Regions from separate parts of the Sus scrofa genome. Here regions 2 and 3 are each linked to region 1. A link is a contact called in public Hi-C and promoter capture Hi-C data. All regions are on one chromosome and are shown on one strand. Each heading gives the region's core, a stretch centred on a gene start, on an enhancer-like site or on the middle of the called end of the contact. The rest is flanking DNA. Distances are from core to core; before and after follow the strand shown. Region 1 holds the start of IGFBP2 (insulin like growth factor binding protein 2). Region 2 holds the start of RPL37A (60S ribosomal protein L37a). Region 3 has its middle 21 kb from the start of RPL37A.

Region 1 (4,655 bases), core at 1,371-3,870:
ATTTTTTTATTTGTTCCATTATAGCTGATTTACAGTGTTCTGTCAATTTTCTACCGCACAGCGAGGTGACCCAGTCACACATACATGTATACATTCTTTTTTCTCACATTATCATGCCCCATCACAAGTGGCCAGACATAGTTCCCAGTGCTACACAGCAGGATCCCATTGCTTATCCATTCCAAAGGCAATAGTTTGCATCTATTAACTCCAAATTTCCAGTCCCTCCCACTCTATCCTTCTCTCCCTTGGCAACCACAAGTCTGTTCACCAAGTCCATGATTTTTTTTTCTGTGGAAAGGTCCATTTGTGCCATATATTAGATTCCAGATATAAGTGAAATCATACGGTTTAATAATTCATGATTCATCCCTACTTTTCACCCCCAGCTGCTGGGCACTGCGATGGCCACTGAGATTGGGGTTCTGAGAATCGGATCTCTAGAGCTAGTGCTTTTCATTCATCCACTTTCATTCATTCAGCGCATTTACTGAGTGCCCACCAGATGTCAGGCACTATATTTCAGACCTGTTCCCTATCCAATCTGGCAGCTACTTGCCGCATATGGCTATTGAGCATGTGCATGCTGGCTAGTGCAAACTGAATTGTGCTATAAGCATAGAACACACCTCAGAGCTTGAGGATCTCGTATGAAAAGAGGAGTGTTAAATCTCTCACTAATAATTTTTAATATTGATTACACCTTGAAATGGTATTTTGAACATAGTAAGTCAAACAAAGTATATACTAAAATGGGTCTCATCTATGTCTTTTTACTGTATTTTACCACGATGACTAGAAAAACTGAAAATTGCACGTGTGGCTCATGTTTGTGGTTTGCATTAGATTTTTATTGGACAGAGTCAAGCTAGACAGTGTCCCTGTTCCCTGCTCTGAGGGTGCCCGGACTCTAGGCAGTGAAAACAACAGAAACAAATGTTTCTGCTGCAATCCAGGGCACACCAAAGAGGAGTGACCAGCAGCCTCCTCATGCTTGTCTCTTAGTTTTGTTGGATCTGCACTAGACACAGCTCTAGCGATTTCCAGAAGTCCAGCTCTGTCTATTTCACCCCTCCACCCAAACACGGATGCTGCATCCCCTTGCCCTCTAAATGAAGCCCAGCCCCCACACATGTCAACTGGATTTCCTGCCAGTCCGTCCCCTGCCCCCAAGCCTCCTGCTGGCCAAAGTGGACTTCCTTTCTCCAACCTCACTTTCCCATTTCCATGTCTTTGCTTCAGCAAGTCCTTCTGCTCCGGATGCCCTTGCTATGCCTGCATTTCCCCTGGTAGAATTCCAAGCTTCAATTTCAATTCTGATCCCACCCCTGAAACCCCCATCACCTTTCTATCTAAATGCGTGTCTCCTCCTCAAAGCCTCTGGCAATCTGTTGTTGGTTCATTACACCAAACTCTCCCCCAAATGGTTGTTCTTGTCCATTTTTGAAGATCAGAAACTTGCCCTCCTGGGACATCCAGCTCACCTTCAAAGCCAGGTAGCCACCTGACAAAAGCTGCTTCAGTAAAGTCTTGAAGTTGGAAAGAGCTGGAGTGCAGGGCCCTGGCGGGGGGAAGGGTGGCACAGAGGTATTGAGAAATTATACCTGGTCTGGAGGCAGCTTAATGGCCCACCCCCCACCAAGAGAATCTCTCTGACAAGGATCTTTGTTAGGGTCACAACCCAGGGAGATGGGTGATAATTAAAGTGGGGTCCAGCCTGGAATTTCTGGGAGCTGGGAACAGCTTGGATCAATGATTCAGTAAATCAAACAGAATAAAGGGAGGCCATTCTTGTTCATCTCCATTTACTGAGGAGAGCTCCAAAGGACCTAACCTCAGGGCATTCTCCTACACCTGGAAAGCTGATCTGACCTCTTTAAGATCCCTGAAGCAGGGTGTTCTGGGGTCTATCCTGCAGCAAATGTCTGGAGATCTGTGGGTGGGGGCCGGGCCCCCAAGAGATTAATTTTCTGGGGAGGGAGCAGACTAGGGGAGAGGAAGGGAGCAGGTTTCTCAGTGTCCAGAAACTGCATTTCAGGTACTTACATGTTACCAGATGCTCCCAGGGTTGGGAAATTGCAATGGTCCCTAAGAGGGGCTATTCAGGGTACGCTGGTCTAGAGGATGTGAACAGCCTCCAGACTCCTAAGTCATTGTCCCAGGCAGCAGTGAGTGAAAACCCGAGGATGGAGGGAGTTGCAGGGAGAGGACTGAAACCTACTTGAAGGTCATGCCTGACGTCCTTTGCCGGCCACATGGGAAGCGCGCAAACGAAGTGCTTCCGAATTGAACCGAAAACAGGAGACAAAAGCACCCACTCTTGTCCAGTCCCGCGCCAATCTTACTCAAACCCCCAAATTATTCTCATCCTCCGGGAGTCAGGGAGCCCGGGGTAGAAGTGCGTGGAGGGACACAGACCGGAGGGAGTTAGGGGACCCCCCGCAGCAGGCGAGGAAGTGGGGATGGGCGAGTGGGCGTGCGCGCACGTAGAGGCCCGCGCGCGGGAGTGTCGGGGGAAGGGGGTGGTCTCCAAAAGGGGGAGGGGAGAAGGCAGGGGGCGGGGAGAAGCAGGGCCCTTTAGGACCCGGCTGCGGCGGCGGGGGAGGAGAAAGAAGCCGAGGAGGCGGCTCCCGCGCTCGCAGGGCCGTGCCACCTGCCCGCTCGCTCGCCGCCGTCGCGCTCACCGCCGCCAACATGCTGCCGAGACTGGGCGGCACCGCGCTGTCGTTGCTGCCGCTGCTGCTGCTGCTGCTGGGCACGGGCGGCCGCGGGGCGCGCGCCGAGGTGCTGTTCCGCTGCCCGCCCTGCACGCCCGAGAGCCTGGCCGCCTGCAGGCCCCCTCCCGCCGCGCCGCCCTCCGCCGGGGCCGGGCCGGCTGGCGACTCCCGCGCGCCCTGCGAGCTTGTCCGGGAGCCGGGCTGCGGCTGCTGCTCTGTGTGCGCGCGGCTGGAGGGCGAGCGGTGCGGCGTGTACACCCCGCGCTGCGCCCAGGGGCTGCGCTGCTATCCCCACCCGGGCTCCGAGCTGCCCCTGCAGGCGCTGGTCCTGGGCGAGGGCACTTGCGAAAAGCGCCGCGATGCCGAGTACGGCGCCAGCCCCGAGCAGGTTGCAGGTAACGCCGGCTAGGACAACTAGTTCGCAGAAACTTGGAGGGCAACCGGGGAGCCCGGCTGGCGCCCTTGCAGAGCGGAGGGGTGTGCGGCACCCCTCAGAGACCGTCTTAGCGCAGGAAGAGCGGAGCCCTGGACTGGCTCTGGGGGATTGTTGGGAGGGGGGACCCAAAAGTTGGACCCGGGGAGGGGAGCTGGAGTTCCAGCGTGCGGAAGAGCCCGGGCTACTGATTTGGTGGGGAACAAACCGGGAGAAGGACGGCATCCCTGTTACCATAGGCTTCCCTGGTTGGAACGTACCCTGACCTCTATTTTGGAGGGGGGACTTGCTGAGGAGGAGGGGGCTGGTCACATTGGTGGGAGAAGAGCTTCAGGCTTACTTAGGGCACAGCTTGAGTGTGACCGCCGACCAAAGGTTGCTGGAGGGGTCCTGGTGGAGGACGCTGCTGGGGGCCGGGGATGGTGGGGGAGCCTGGCGGGTACCGAGGACCTCAGGGACTTCTGGTGAGAAGGGGGCGCTGGGAAACAGCAGCGGCGTCTGAGGTCCCTTCCTTCTGGGATTGTGAGGTGAGAAGAAAGGACTTGTTGGTACTTTGTCGGGTGGACTGCTTAGTGGAAAAATGAAAAGGAACGCTGCTATTTTACAAAGGGGATGAAGAAGGTTCTTGCTTTTATGTTAGGCAGAACAATAAAAAAGGGGCTCTGGAGAGGCGAGGAAGAGACCCCAGCGGTGGAGTCATTGTAACTTCAGCCATGAAGCCGGGTTGCCGGCTGCAGTTCAGGGCGGGGGCAGCCATGCTGCTCAGTTTAGCATCTGGGCCCTGGGGCAGCCGGCAGGAGGATGCCTGGGCCAGGGCGCAGCTTCTCCTGCCGGAGCATGGTGGTCCCCCACCCCCACCATCCTAATTTGAGGGAGCTCTTCCTATCCCATAGAATGAGGGCCCTGAGATTCTTTTTCCTGGGTCCTCATCCCCCCGCCCCCCAAAAGACATTTTTTTGAAGGACACAGCCAGGCGATGAAGGCCTCACGTGTTGAGTTTTGTTGTTGTTTTGTTGGCTTTTTGTTTGTTTGTTTGTTTCTTAATTTACAAAAGCCTCCTGCCCCAGTCGTTCTGGAGGAAGCTGTAATTATTTTCTTTCCTCTTGGAGACAGTGGCGAAATGTGTCCACTGCCTGCTGCTGTTGTTTAAAAAGCAAGCCAGTCTGACCAAGTTTCTCAAACTTAGACAGAAAAAAAAAAAAAGGAAAGAAAAAGTGGAAACATTTTTGCTTGCTTCTCAGCTTCTGTGGTCCTCCAACAACATCTCGACTCTCCTCCCATAGCCCCCCCCCCACCTTCCTTTACTATTTTTTTTTGTCCCCTGTTCTCCTTGGGAATACAATTAGGGGTCAGAGTTGAAATTTTTTCTCTGGCACATTTTGACCTTGAGGGCACAGCAAGTTAGGGCTCCCTCCAAGTGGAACCCTCCATGCCTTTCTCCTTCGGGCTTGCTTCCCTCCCCAGCCTGCCTCGAAGTTAACCCTTCCCTTTGGCTACTCTTAGAA
Region 2 (4,655 bases), core at 620-3,119, 120 kb before region 1:
TCCTCTCCTCCGGCCTTACCACCTTCTAAGGAAAGGCAGCAAAACTTTCTTTTTTCTTTTGCTCTTTTTGCCCACAGCCTGTGGAATTTCCCAGGCCAGAGATCAAATATGAGCCATAGCAGCAACCTCAGCCACTGCAGTGACAATATCAGATCCTTAACCCACTGTACCACAAGGGAACTCCCAGCAAAACTTTCGAGAAAGTGTTCTACATGTTTCCAGGCTATTTGCTGAACATACCTTTCACTTCCTGACCTTAACTGGTAACCTGGCCCTTCTCTGCTGCTCCTTTTGAGAGAGTTGGAAGGATAGGTAAGAGATGTGGTTAAAGATTGAGATGTTGGGGTTTAAGGTTTCAGGCAGGGATCTGACAGCCCAGGATGGGGCTGTGGGCGAAACTGTCGCCTACCAGATCAGTAAAGGATGTTACAGCCATCAAGCCATCAATCACGGAGTTACCCTCAGCTGTGCATCCAGGGGGGATTCAGGATGGAGAAAAATGGGATGCTGGCCTTAGATAGTTAAGATGCATATCAAAGGAATAATTTTTTTGTTTTTCCATTTTGGGCTGCACCCGAGGCATATGGAGGTTCCCAGGCTAGGGGTTGAATCCAAGCTGTAGCCGTTGGCCTATGCCACAGCCACAGCCACAGCAACGTGGGATCCAAGCCATGTCTGCAACCTGTGTCTGAGACCACAGCTCACAGCAATGCTGGATCCTTAACCCAGTAAGTAAGGCCAGGGATCAAACCTTCGTCCTCATGGATCCTAGTTGGGTTCATTAACCACTGAGCCATGAAAGGAACTTCTCAAAAGAATAATTTTAATAAGCCCAGACTCTTGCATTTTCCCACACATAGAAAAGCGCTAAATTCATTAACCTGACATGTCTTTTTCTTTAACGACCAGTAATTTTTTTTTTTTTTTCATCTTTTGGCTGCCCTGCAGCATATGGAGTTCTCAGGCCAGGTATCAGATCCAAGCCACAGTTGTGACCTATGTTGGGGCTGTGGCAAAACCAGCTCCTTTAACCCACTGTGCTGGGTGGGGGATTGAACCTCTGTCCTGGCACTTCAGAGACACCACCCGATCCCACTGTGCCACAGTGGGAACTTCAACAGTAATATTTTGATGTTCCTACCATTTAGTTTTTGTCGCCAAAATTCCTATAAATCCTGGCTCCTCCTTTATTTCTTGGGAGGAGTCCCTCAGAAATATCTGAGAAGCTGTCTTTCCCACATAAGTCCTCAGAAAGTCCACCAAGTAGAAGATGATTCTCATCTCTTAGGTTGTGCGTACTTCCACCCTCCCATCAGGGCCATGGGATGGATTCTGAAATAGAGCGGCAGGCAAACAGAACTGAGACGGAGGGAGAAGCTGCCAGACGAACCTCGACCGTGACTATTCCTCTCCAGCTTTCTCGTCTCAGCCTTTCTCAGGGAGCCCCAGGCTCTTCCTAGGATAGATGGGACCATCTTCCTTCCTTCAGAGCTCTGATTTCTTTGAAATTATAACTTGTTAAAGAGGTCATATGGCTTCCCCTGGCCGGACTATAACATGTAAGAGTGGAGCTTTGGTTTTTCGCCACCGCTATCCTGGCTTCCTGCACAGGGCTTGCCGCTTTCAGAATGCATTATACAGAAAGCGACGAAATTTGGAGTCGTAAAAGTTAAGCACTTTTCTAAGCCAAGTGCCTGTGAGCAAGTCACTTAAAATATGAAGTGTCTGTAAAATGGAGGAAATCATACTTGGTTTTGCAGAACTTGGTGAGATACGTGTAAAATAATGCCGATGGGAGAAAGTGCCTCTGCTATCCAGTCCGTTGCTGCAATCTGTGAATCAGGGTAAACCTGTCAGAAAGAAGGTCGGCCACATTACCCAGAAGGCACCGGGTGGGAGGAGACCTCCGAACCATAGAGTTCAGTTCCTAGCTGGGCCTCCCAGCCGCCGCTTCCGCTCGTCCGCCTAAAACTGCGCCTGCGCACAACCCTTCTTCCTCTCTGGGCTCGGACCGGGTTTGCGGCAAAATGGTGAGTGTTGGTCCCTGTGAGGCCTAGGTGTCTATCTGCGTGCATCTGCCTTTTTCTTGGTTTCTTCGCGCCGACCCGCCTCTGCTCGCCTGTTCGGTCCTGTGTCCCCGGCCTCCGTGCCTTCGCCGCTCCTCAGACGGAGACTGGGGCGGCTTGGCGAAGGCTGGCGCGTCCGGGCTGGGTTAACCCAGTGCCCTCGGACCTTGGTTTTACCAGGATGTGATGGGCGAGCGGGGAGCAGGCGGGGGCTGGGTGGGTGGAAGGATGGTGTGTGGAGGGTCAGAGTCCTTGTTGCTGGGTTTTTCCCTAACTTTTTTTTTTTTTAACAGGCCAAACGCACCAAGAAGGTTGGAATCGTGGGCAAATACGGGACCCGTTATGGTGCTTCCCTCAGGAAAATGGTGAAGAAAATTGAAATCAGTCAGCACGCCAAGTACACTTGCTCCTTCTGTGGCAAAGTAAGATGGGCTGTGGGCCGGGAAGCGGGGGGCGCGGCGAAGAGGGAGGGAGGGAAGGTTTCCTTCCGGAGTGAGGCTTCTTGAAGGAAGTTTATAGATGGTTTGCTGGTTCTCAGAATTGCACATAATTGGTAACCAGTTGCAAGACGAGAGTATTGTTGATAACTCTGGATTTTGTAAAAACCTTTTTTTCCTGTGACGACAAGTGGGAACTAAAGGGTAAACAGTTGACAGTCCCAGCTTAAGCCAAACCAGTTTTGTGGAACACAGTTCTGTCTGTTTTGTCTACCAGTGTCGGGTAGAGATCTTTGTTTAATGTTTGTATGTTTATTGTGTGCAAAAAATACTGTATTCCGGCAATTCTTGTGTTTTTTTTGGGGGGGGGAGTTGCAGATCTTCCACATCCCTGAAAATATCACCACAGTTTATGCAAATTTTGCAGCAGAAAACTTGAAGTTAGGGGAAAAAAATGGTAAAATACACCAGCTTTAATTCTAGTGTAATTTAGATTCTTAGATTTTTGTGATATAAAAGGCTGTTCTTTGGTCAGAGGGAAAATTGGTTGTCTTTTACAGACCAAGATGAAGAGACGAGCTGTGGGCATCTGGCACTGTGGTTCCTGCATGAAAACGGTAGCTGGTGGTGCCTGGACCTACAAGTGAGTCTTATTTCTTTGTCGTAACTGAAAGTGCGTGGACCATGTCACAATTCCAGGTTTGATGTTGAATGGGCTAGTTTAAACTCTTATTAAACAAAAGAATGCTTTTAAAGTGTGATCACATTACTTTAGAATTTTACATTCATTCATTAGGGTCATCAAGGAATGTTGTACAGGTCTGTTGGGCTGACTGCTGAACACTTAAGGCAGGCTGTTTCTTGTCATATATGTATGGAGGCCATCTGGGCTACCACACCTTTGCCCTTTTAAACAATGTGGTTGGACTTTCTCAGTTTTGTGGCTCTGACAAGGACCAGGTGCTATTGCCTTGTGGACTTTTATGCTGGTTATTGTGTGGACTCCTATGGTTATCCAATTCTGAAAATTCGAGCCACCCCCAAAGACCTCTAGTTGTAGAATTCGTTGCTGACCCTGAAGGCTGAGGTGTTTCACTTCTAGTCAGTGTACAGCTGTCCAGTACTAGTACCTTACATATAGTAAAAGGGATACAGCTAGTGTAGTTGATTTTTTTTTTTTTTTTTTTTTTGTCTTTTTGCTATTTCTTGGGCCGCTCCCGCGGCATGTGGAGGTTCCCAGGCTAGGGGTCGAATTGGAGCTGTAGCCACCAGCCTACACCAGAGCCACAGCAACTTGCGGGATCCGAGCTGTGTCTGCGACCTACACCACAGTTCACGGCAACGCCAGATTGTTAACCCACTGAGCAAGGGCAGGGACCGAACCCGCAACCTCATGGTTCCTAGTCGGATTCATTAACCACTGCACCACGACGGGAACTCCTGAAATTTTTTTAAATTTAAAATTAAAGTAGTGTAAAATAATTGGAAAATGTTGAAATGATAACATGGAGATGTGTGTATATATAGGTAGATAGACACCTTGTGGGGTTTTGAGGACAAAAATGGGGAGTGCGGTGCACTTGATTGTGATGGTAAAATGAATTAGTATTCATATGTCTTCCCTGTGGGGTGGGATGGATGTTTTTCAAATGCTCTTTCTGAATATTGTGGCAAAATGTACTGTCATTTCCAAAACGTGCTTTAGTCTGTTCTACTGCTTTAGACGTCTTCTTGATACTGCTCATTGATGGTACACATCTTATAATTTATTAGTTTCTTCTGACAGTCTGTCCATTCCCTTTTAATGAGTTAGCTTCTTGCAACCATTTCTTCCTGTTAATTTTATGCTCTCCTGTCTGAGAAATCAGATGCATGAGATTGTCTTCACATCCTGAAGACATGACAGTTGATGGATGTAAGATTAAGATTATAATGTAAAACGGAGGCAGGTTTCTTACTTGCCGTTTCACATGTTAACTAGTTGATTATCTTGGAACCAAATTTGTTTTTCTTTCCAGCACCACTTCTGCTGTCACAGTAAAGTCTGCCATCAGAAGACTGAAGGAATTGAAGGACCAGTAGAAGCACCACCAGTGGAAATTTTGCTAGCCTATAATAAATGGGTTAATTTATGTAACAGAACTACTTTGGT
Region 3 (4,655 bases), core at 754-3,253, 99 kb before region 1:
ATAAGGACATTGCTCTGTTGGCTTAGAGTTTACAAAGAATGGAGATTGTCTCCTTTGATCTTCACCCAATCCTGAAGAGGTAGGTCTCTTCCTAGCCTCATTTTGCAGTTGAGGAAACTGAGCTTGGAGAGGATACGCAATCTGCCCAAGGCCACATAAGGTAGCTGGTAAGCTAGCTGTCCTGAAAAATGATGAACTTTGAGAATTTAGTCTTTGGGATTATTCCTTTGACTCTAAAGACCCTGATGAATAGTTTGTCTCATTACCAGCCAGACTACCTCTGGCTTTCCTTTAAGAAAGCTCCATGAACCCCACCATGCTGATCACCTGAACCCCCTCTTGAATCCTGACATCCTTTAACACGGCTAGGTCAACAAGAATGAGGGTGAGAAAGAGAAAGTTGAAGAGAAGATCAAGGAGGGCAAAGATGGAGGCCCCCTTCTCCCACGCCCTGAACTCAGCAGGCTGTCTGCAGAATGCTGGACCTACTGTGACGAAGGCTAATATGGCCTGCAGGCCTCCTCACCTCCCTTCAGCTGTCTCTTTCACCCTATCCCCCCGCCTCACTTTCAGCTTGATGGGCTCCTTTCTGTCACAGAGGGCCCCTGAATTCTCTCAACATGAAAGAATTAGGAAGCTAGTATGTTCCTCTCCCCAGGGGCACATTTGTACTTTGAGCATGATGAGAACAGTTTGGAGACTGTGTAACCCAAAGGAACAGAATAAGGGGAGAGTCTTGACTGGGAAGGAATCACCATTGTGGGTCATTCTGGAGAAGTCCAGAGAGCTATTGTCTGACCACTGGTGAGAAGAGGACAAACCATAGAACCAAGTTCCCTAGGGAGTATCCTTCCCTTCCTCACTATGATCTGTGATCCAGCCACTCCTGGACATCTACCTGAAAAAAACCATAATTTGAAAAGATATATGCACTCCAATGTTCATTGCAGCACTAGTTACAATAGCCAAGACATGGAGGCAACCTAAATGTCCATCAACAGAAGAGTGGATAAAGGAGATGTGGTACATATATACAATGGAATATTACTCAGCCTTAAACAAGAATGAAATAATGCCATTGGCAGCAACATGGATGGACCTAAAGATTATCATACCAAGTGAAGTAAGTGAGAGACAAATTATATGATATTATTTATACATGGAATCTAGTAAAAATGATACAAATGAAATTATTTACAGAACAGAAACTCTTAGATTTTGAAAAGAAATTTACAGTTATCAAAGGGGAAATGTGGTGAGGAGGGATAAATTAGGAATTTGGAATTAACATATACACATTACTCTATATAAAACAGATAACCAACAAGATTAGAGCACAGGGAACTCTATTCAATATTCTGTAGTAACCTATATGGGAAAAGAATCTGAAAAAGAATGGATATGAGTATGTGTATAACTAATCACTTTGCATACATCTAAAACTAACCCACACTGTAAGTCAACTACACTCCGATAAAAATGTTTTAAATGAATAATGCACTGACACTTGTGCGTAGCAAGGACAGTAAATGTAAATCTAATTGGGTGGCTCTGTTGGCTTTGTGCTCTTTTAGGGATAGGAGTAGGGACAGCTACAAAGCGGTTCCTGTGCTGCCACATCCTGTGAAAAAGGACAGATTCAGATTCTTTGTCTGGCCTGGCAGGCATCTTTTGGGTCGCTAAAAAGAAGAGAAGTTGTGACTCTACGACCAGAAAGTTTTTCTTCCAGGTCAACCAGCTGCTTCCGGTTTTGACCTCATCTTCATCAGTATGTATATTCCCAGCACCAAAGCTCTCCGCCTTCCCCACCCCCAGCCTCAAATGGAAACGAAAATGAGGCTGCCCTAGAGCTCTGTCACTGAAAACAAAGATCCGGTATGCATATCAGCTCGAGGCCCTTAGCTCACCTTCTCCGTTTCCTTCCCCTCGTGCCCCGGTCAGCCTCGAAGAAGCACCACCCTTCCCCATTTGTTTTACCTAACAGTAATTCTTTGTGGGAAACCTTGCAAGGGGGGGTTTGTGCTGACGCTGGATGATTTATAGAGTTGCCGGGAGGGTGGATGGGAGGGGAGGCAGGCGCTGAAAGAGGGAGGGGCAGCCCCTTCCACAGCAGCTTATTTCAGGAACGGTGGGGCAGGCTTGGGGGGGAGGGGTAGACCCCCTGAGCTCCCCTCGTCCCGGCCGTCTGGCAGCGTCTGTGTAGGTGGGCGTGCCCCTGGGGGGAGGTTCCTCTCTTCCCTTGTGAGGACTAGGGTTCTCAGAGGATGCCTTGCTTTGAGAGGTCATGGGTGTGGGTTCCTACCTCTGCTGCCACTAGCTCACATTGCCTCTTAGATTTGCAGGCATTAGGAGACTTTTTTTTTTTTCCTGAAGAAAAGAAGATAACCAAAGGAAATTGCAAGATCAGAGTTAACATATGCTTAATTAAAACTTCTCCTTATGTTACCTTTATTACCTATAAAATTTGGTGTTTAGAATTTTCCTATGAAAACAGAAGTTCCCTGGTGGCTAGGTGGGTTGAGGATCTGGCATTGTGACTGCAGTGGCACAGATTTGATCCCTGGTCCAGAGCTTCTGCATGCCGTGGACATGGCCAAATTTTTTTAAAAAAGAATTTTTCTACAAAAACAACTTTCAGTTGAGATTTTCGTATTTTGCAGGAATCCCAGGGAATATAAGCAACCGCAAATGTTGGGAGTTCCCGTCGTGGATCAGTGGTACTAGATTCCCGACTAGAATCCATGAGGACAAAGGTTCGATCCCTGGTCTCGCTCAGTGGGTTAAGGAGCCAGCGTTGTCATGAGCTGTGGTGTAGGTCACAGACGGTTGGTTAGGATCCTGTGTTGCTGTGGCTGTGGTGTAGGCCGGCAGCTGTAGCTCCAATTCAACCCCTAGCCTGAGAACCTCCATATGCCTCAGGTGTGGCCCTAAAAAGACAAAAAAGAAAAGAAAAAAACAACTGTGAATGTAATAAGTTACCTAATAGTCAAACCACTTCAAAAGCTAACTTAGAAATATGCTTTAGAGATTAAATGAATGAGATTTATTCAGTGTGGGTGCATTTGGACTTGCTTGATGGGAGATAGAGCCTTCAAAATGAATAAGAGCCCAGGGCTTAGGGAGGCCTTCGTCTTGCCAACGAGCCCTGACAAGCCACAAGCTTTCATTTTGTTGGTGAGGGCGCTGAGTTAGAAGCTCTCTCTTTCTTCTCCATCTAAAAATCTGTCAAGAGTCTTGCTGGTATTTTAAAATAACTTTATTTTTCAGCTTATAAGATTTAAAGAGTGAAGTAATCAATCAATTAATAGGAACCAGACTGAGGTGCCATTGGGAGGTGATTGAAAACGCTTCTCTGCACTAGTCGTTTTCCCAGAAACTTCCTGACTGCTGCCAAGCCACATACCACCTCATTGTTACTTCAGTTAATAATTTTCTGTAAATCATCTCATTTCATTTTTTTCATTGTTTTTGAATAAGTATCACATTTACATGATTCAAAATTTTTAAAAGACAATAGAAAAAGATATACAATTAGAATTCTTATTCCCCCCCCATCTTCTTTTACACAAATGTTCAGCAAGTTAAATGGACAATGTGACAATGTACTTACTTGTTTTTCTTAACCATGTATGATGGCGATATTTCCATAGCCTTGCACAGAGAGCATCCTCATTCTTGTTTAAGAGCTGCGTGGTATTTTCATTCTATGCATCCACCAGAATTGATTTAAGCTAGATATCTTACTGATGAATATTTGGGGTTTATCCCTATTCATTGCTATTTCAATAGTGTTAGGAGTATTATCTATGTCTAAACATCTGTGAATTATGAAATTAGCCTTGCTGCTTTCTTTCTTCTTTTATCTCTTTATTTTTCAGTCTGTAAGATATTAAGTATGTCATTTGGTTTGTACATAGTGTAATGGGACTGAATGTTTGCATCCTCCCCCAATTCACGTGTTAGAGGTAGGGCCTGTAGGAGGTGATAAAGGTTAGATGAGGTCATGAAGGTGGGACTCTGATCCGATAGAGCTGGTGCCCTTATAAGGAGAGGAAGGTACCTGTGTGGACACAGCAAGAAGACAGCTGTGTTTGTCAAGTTTCTCCACCAGAGAATTACTCTTTTCCCTATTCCCATTCTGTCCTCTTTGGAAGAAAGTCATTATGCACAGCTCACACTTAAGGAAGGGGGTTATGCTCCCTTTTCTTGAAGGAGGGCTATCTACATAATCATGGGAATTCTTCTAAATGAGTTTTTATCTTCCTCTCCATTTACTTATTTGTTTATTTGTATTATATATTTATATCAGTATGTACTTGTGAATATTTGTTCTTTACTTTGGGTTAGAAATCATTATTATGTTACTTATTTCATTTGCTCGTTTTTTCCAGTGTTGCTCATTGGGAGCTCTTTGATTTGGATCCTGTCTCCTTCTGACATACCCTCATCAATGTAGGTTAAAATTTTAAAATAAAAAAATTTTGAGCACTTTCTTTTTTTTTTTTTTTTTTTTTTTTGTCTTTTTGTTGTTGTTGTTGTTGTTCTTGTTGTTGCTATTTCTTGGGCCGCTCCTGCGGCATATGGAGGTTCCAGGCTAGGGTTGAATCGAGCTGTAGCACCGGCCTACGCCAGAGCCACAGCAACGCAGGATCCGA

The links. Promoter capture Hi-C pulls out the DNA fragments that hold promoters and counts their contacts. Hi-C and Micro-C count contacts between places; a contact is called where the count stands out from the background.
Region 2: a promoter capture Hi-C map of fetal skeletal muscle shows a contact between it and region 1, with 4 times the contacts expected there. The contact joins the promoter of RPL37A here to the promoter of IGFBP2 in region 1. A contact is called at or near these places in 2 of 5 promoter capture datasets (fetal skeletal muscle and liver) and 8 of 47 Hi-C or Micro-C datasets (embryonic fibroblasts, epiblast stem cells, fetal liver and 3 more).
Region 3: a Hi-C map of epiblast stem cells shows a contact between it and region 1, with 1.7 times the contacts expected there. The contact joins the enhancer-like site here to the promoter of IGFBP2 in region 1. A contact is called at or near these places in 2 of 5 promoter capture datasets (fetal skeletal muscle and liver), 8 of 47 Hi-C or Micro-C datasets (embryonic fibroblasts, epiblast stem cells, fetal liver and 3 more) and 1 of 2 datasets of contacts at active chromatin or transcription factors (alveolar macrophages).

The regions. Positions count from the first base shown.
Region 1 is chr15:118,819,472-118,824,126 of Sscrofa11.1, forward strand. It overlaps IGFBP2 (insulin like growth factor binding protein 2), which reads left to right and starts at 2,621. Exons shown (of 4, transcript NM_214003.1): 1 at 2,621-3,112. The coding sequence starts at 2,695.
Region 2 is chr15:118,700,329-118,704,983 of Sscrofa11.1, forward strand. RPL37A (60S ribosomal protein L37a) reads left to right here and starts at 1,870. Exons shown (of 4, transcript XM_021076246.1): 1 at 1,870-2,030; 2 at 2,360-2,488; 3 at 3,064-3,146; 4 at 4,522-4,646. The coding sequence starts at 2,028. The coding sequence ends at 4,585.
Region 3 is chr15:118,721,363-118,726,017 of Sscrofa11.1, forward strand. No RefSeq gene overlaps it. Among named protein-coding and RNA genes, the nearest start is that of RPL37A, 21 kb to the left of the region's middle. Within about 2 kb of position 2,004, at least 12 of the 83 cell types and tissues checked have an H3K27ac peak or open chromatin away from gene starts, as enhancers often do. A contact at or near this core is called in epiblast stem cells, where this site is marked.